Linked DNA regions of Sus scrofa: region 2 is linked to region 1. Evidence: chromatin contacts called from public Hi-C data. All regions are on one chromosome and are shown on one strand. Each heading gives the region's core, a stretch centred on a gene start, on an enhancer-like site or on the middle of the called end of the contact. The rest is flanking DNA. Distances are from core to core; before and after follow the strand shown.

Evidence for each region. Hi-C and Micro-C count contacts between places; a contact is called where the count stands out from the background.
Region 2: a contact with region 1 is called in a Hi-C map of liver, with 10 times the contacts expected there. The contact joins two enhancer-like sites. A contact is called at or near these places in 2 of 47 Hi-C or Micro-C datasets (liver and skeletal muscle).

The regions. Positions count from the first base shown.
Region 1 is chr6:139,192,264-139,194,963 of Sscrofa11.1, reverse strand. No RefSeq gene overlaps it. Among named protein-coding and RNA genes, the nearest start is that of FPGT, 240 kb to the right of the region's middle. Within about 2 kb of position 1,418, at least 2 of the 83 cell types and tissues checked have an H3K27ac peak or open chromatin away from gene starts, as enhancers often do. A contact at or near this core is called in liver, where this site is marked.
Region 2 is chr6:139,283,531-139,286,230 of Sscrofa11.1, reverse strand. No RefSeq gene overlaps it. Among named protein-coding and RNA genes, the nearest start is that of FPGT, 330 kb to the right of the region's middle. Within about 2 kb of position 1,435, at least 3 of the 83 cell types and tissues checked have an H3K27ac peak or open chromatin away from gene starts, as enhancers often do. A contact at or near this core is called in liver, where this site is marked.

The DNA.
Region 1 (2,700 bases), core at 169-2,668:
TTATTCAAAATCTTTTCTGCCACCATTGTGTTTTTTTCACAGTATGTGAACTTTCACAGTAGATTAAAAGAATTTTGTGATAGAACTTTACCAGAACCCAGTGATCCTGCAAAATCATTGGGAGTATTATATGTAAAAATATATTAAGTGTCTAGATACAAATGATGATTTCCAGCCTTTCATTCTCCACTGGAAACCACAGCCCCTTCATAATTAGCTAGAGGTGAAGGTTCTTCTTGATATCCTGATCTTAGGAACAGTGCTTTAAATATTCCTTTATTCTTTCAGTTTATGAGTATAAAGCTTAGATATTTTATTTTATTTTATTTTATTTTATTTTTTTGTCTTTTTGCTATTTCTTGGGCCATTCCCGCGGCATATGGAGATTCCCAAGCTGGGGTCTAATCGGAGCTGTAGCCACCAGCCTACGCCAGAGCCACAGCCACAGCAATGGGATCTGAGCCGCGTCTGCAACCTACACCACAGCTCACAGCAACACCGGATCGTTAACCCACTGAGCAAGGCCAGGGACCGAACCCGCAACCTCATGGTTCCTAGTCGGATTCGTTAACCACTGCACCATGACGGGAACTCCAAAAGCTTAGATTTTTAAGTGAGAAATACAAGTCATATCATACTTCTAGAAAGATAGAGTAATTAGACTGTAAACTTATTGTGTGTGTATGTACCTTGAAAAACATCATTTAGACTTTACAGAAAACACCTGAGAAGATTTTCATCCATAAGCAACAATGAAATATTTTGGAAAATCATCAGGTCATGTCTTATTTACTCCAGATAAAACATGTAAAAATGTAATGATATATTTACTGCAGAGTCAATTCATTTATACAACAAACATTTACTAAGCATCTACTTTGACTTATTAAGCTAGATTACTTAACAAAAAAAAATCAAGTCATTCTTTCAAGTTACCTGAGTGATCAGCACTGGATATGCAGCAAGGTCTTTGGGGAGCATTTTTAACTGTAACATATAGTTATTTAAGGACAAGAGCCCACATGTACCCATTGGCTTGATTTCCCCATAAATATTTATAGAATAAATTACTACCAAAATAAACACTCTTTTTTTTTCAACCCCTTATTAAAACTTTTTACCCATGACAATGTTGAACTTTGTCAGAATCCAGTAATCCTAGAAAAGAGCGATGTTTAAAAATAAATAAAACATATTTTCATGTTCCAGGCAGTGGTTTACTGCAAAGAAACAATTTTACCCATGTAAGTTAGCTAAGACTAATGAATGCTCCCCTTGTTTACCTATGACAAAGGTAGACAAAAACCCTCCAAATTCCTACTGTTTCACATATTAAGGATTAGCTGAACCACGTGTCTCCACTGATCAGTCAGAACAGAATGCTTATTTACCAAAGTTTGCTTAAGCGTCTCCCCTTCCCCCAGGCACCTGAACTTTGACCTGAGCCAGCATAAAGCTCCTTAACAGTCTCAATTGGGAACAGGCAGCCTTAGGGTGACACACAGTCCGATCCACACATTCATCCCACTTCCCCACATTCTGTTTTTTTCTAATGTTGTTTTATTTTTCCCTAAAAAAGAAAAACCCCTTCTGATGAATTTTTGAATGCTTGCAAATCTCATGGTTCATTGCAATAGTCCCCCTTCCTTTATTTATAATAGACCCCTTTCTCCCCCTTTCTCCTTTGCAATGATCCTTCCCAAAAAGTCTCTTCTTCCCTACATCTAGAATGTTGTGCTTTTGTTTGTTTTAACTTTAAAAGAAAGTTACTGCTAGGAGTTCCCATTGTGGCTCAGCAGTAATGAACCCAACAAGTATCCATGAGGATGCAGGTTCTATCCCAGGCCCTGCTCATTGGATCAGGGATCCAGCGTTGCTGTGAGCCATGGTGTAGGTTGCAGACATGGCTGGGATGCCACATTGCTGTGGCTGTGGCATAGGCCAGCAGCTACAGCTCTGATTCGACCCTTAGACTGGGGACTTCCATATGCTGTACGTGCGGCCCTAAAAAAGCGAAAAAGAAAAAAAAGTTACTACCCTCAACACACCCAAATACACAAATGTGAACTAAATATCTAATAGACTTTATTTTTCACATCTGACCTCATAGGGTATGGTTTTCTGATTCTCTGACATAAGAATATGTGTTAATATACAAGTTGAATACAGGTAAATATTTCAAACATATACCAAATAAAGATAATTTTGCAAATAAGAGTTCTGGATCCTGTCTTAGGTTGTGGGGGCACTTATAAAATAACTATCTCAATGTTAGGGTCTACTCTCTTTTTATTACACAAACTCTTTCCTTAAGATTGAATATGTACTGCCATCTACTGGTAAGTAGTATAAAATCAAGTTAATACAGCTAGTGTTGCTTTCTTCTACAAAAGTATGTGAGCATATTTGCTGAAAAGACCATCTTCTCAAATACCTAACAGACCTAACAACAAATATTTATGTTCAGTATGCATTATTTATTGACCAACCATGTTTAAAAATTCTTTTGTCTAGGATTTTCTCAAAACATTTTTTAGTTGCTAAAATATTTTTAAATGATTCAGGACTAAATACCTGAACAAATCTAATCATTACACTCATTGAATAGGATAGCAGAGTTCAGTACAAATACAGAGCAATGATGCAAAAAGTGTGGTGTGTAGACTAGCAGTACCAGTATCATTTGGAAACTTGTGAGAA
Region 2 (2,700 bases), core at 186-2,685, 91 kb before region 1:
CACAGGCAAAAGGCTGAAAGAGTCAAAGTCAAATTATCCTGCAAATGAACGAGCTACAAAAGCTAAAAGTGTTCTAAATAGTCTCATCTATATTTTCAATTTAGGACCCAAAAAGACTGGATGTAGCTGGAAAGGAACTGAAGCTAGAGGTTGAGGCAAATAGCAGTGGTACTCTAGAATAGCAGAGCAGAGGAATTAAAGACAGAGAAGGTCAAGTGCATTGAGCTGCTATGGATGCAACAGGAGTTATGATCTGTCTGGAGATTGAAGGACTCAGGAGCTGAGATGAAAAGTTTAATGGAAGAGAAATGACAGGAAGTTCCCTGAGGACTCCTTATAGAAAGATGCGCCCCAAACCAGAGAAAGGACTATTGTGTACACTCTTCTGGATTTCTCGTGTGTGCTTTGCCAGGTAACAATAAACGTTTTAATAATAAATAGTATAATTACTCCTTTCTACCAGTGAGAGTATTAGTAGGAGATTTTCAGTCCATGCATACCTGCCTCTAATACATGATCCATTCATTTGTTCTTTCAATCTGCCTTCCTTTTCTTTTTTCTTATTTCTTTGCCTTTCTCTCTCCCTTACTTCTTCCTTTTTTACCAACTGCTTTCTTCCCTTTTTTCCTCCTATTTTAACTATTTTTTCTCTTTACCACTGACTACTTTGTCTTTTATCTGAAGAAGTCAAGAGTTACTAAATAACTTGGTTTTAGTTAAGGATGGGGGAATTCAGTGGTCATATAAGTAAAACTAGCAGGATAAATTCTATTAATTTTCTTATGAAAAGTGTCCTGCAGTCCTGAGATTTAAATTTCACAGAGCAGTTTTCTGCACAAAGCTTGTGATGTGCCAGCCTCAGGTTATTTATTTACAATCGTATTTCTTGCTGAGGTGAAAGGTAAGCAAGGAATGAAAGCAATTATCACAGTTTTTTTCACTAGGGCTGTCACTGCAAAGTGCCCCTGTGACACAGCCTGACACTTTTAATGAATTCCCAGGGTTATGCAACAATGCTACTAACACCCACATCTGTCACTCAGAAATAGGGATTTTCCTTCTGTTCTTGAGCTTGGATGCTAACATTCTTTGTCCCAGCTAATGAGGATCTGACTTTTTATTCTGGAACAGAGCACTTTAATAATGTGTCTCCACAGATCACACTGAACAAACCCTTAAAGTGTGATTCAATCAGATCTAATTCCAAATACAATGTTTAATACTACTTCAGTGGAAGATGCTTAGAGGCTTTTTGTTTAGATACAGCTGCACATATTGAGGAGTGAAAAGGCCCACAGTTAGATTTCCCATTTTCCTCTTTACAATTGCACTGCCTTGCCTTAAGTCCATTTCTATTTGTGTGCTTGCACACCTCTTTACTGACAGGGATTTCTGAAAAATTGTTTTGTTGAACTCTGGCAGAAATGCATGGCTGCCCAGCACTATTTAACAGTCTGTGCTCGGTGGGGAAAGCTGGCTTCTGTAAGTCACAGACTCTTGCCTCCCTACGCAAACCTGATTTTAAAGAGTCTCTATTCAACCTGCTTTGTTGTTAGGAGAGACCAAAATAGTGATGAGAATGATATAAGGTGTGTGCAAACATAGGAAAACTGTTTTGTTTTTTTTAAACTGGATTTTCAGGGACTAAACCCATAGTATCAGCACTGGATGTGAGTTTAAACAAGAGTTATGATAAAACTTGAGCATCTTAGGAAGAAGGGGCACATTCTGAAGAAGGCATCTGCCAATAGGCCTGTCTCTGGAGGGTAACAGATGCCTAAGATATATGGTGCAGTCATAACAGAGGGTGTGAATGCAGCCTTAGTTTGGGAAAGTCTAATTCAGTAGGTTAATGACAGTAAGTGAGCTGGGTCTGGGAAAGTCCAAGTAGTGGATAATATGAATGGTTAATATTAACACAAATGTGCAGTGCTGGACAGATTTCAAGTTCTTAGTCCACTCAGAGAAGAACACCAGGAAAGAGCTGGAGAGATCACAGTAGATAGGATCCAGCTAGGAAAAGCTATGGAGGATATCCAACCCCAGAAAGTGAACTGAGGGTGAGAAGGGACTTCAGTACCAGTGGAAAGCTTAGGAACCACATTCTAGAACCAACTTGGAAGCCCAATGATGCTGTTTCAACAAAGAAGAGGTGAAAGACAGGAAAAGGCAAAAGAGAGAACTGGCAGAGTGGGTTAAATTTTAAGTAAAGTGCTCATTAAGCAACTGACCAGTAAGCCAACAGGTGTAAGGTTAAAGGACTTTGGCAAAGTGGACTTTTCCCAGTGCAGAGAGGGTAAATGGGCAGGCTGAAATCTGAAGAGCCCAGAGGTGCCTGAGATAAAATCAGATCAAAGTCAATGAAGTTCGTTACATGTCCCGAGGTTGAGGTTCCAGTGATTTTTAACAGGTGTCCTACCAAGATCAGTGTTGGTTAGTAACTGAGGGAAGCTTGAGGTGCAGGTAGAAAGCTTGAGTGGCACCAGCAGAGAATGGCTGGAAAAAGGCTGAGACTGATGAACAAGTGAAAAATCACATAAGGTTTAGAAATAAATTCTAATTAATCAATTAAGTTTAAGATCGCATATTCAAGACCTAGGTTCTAAATAATAAATGCTGAAAAGGGTTTGGAGAAAAGGGAACCTCTTACAGTGTTGGAGGAAATGTAAATTAGTAAGTGCAGCCACTGTGGAAAACAGT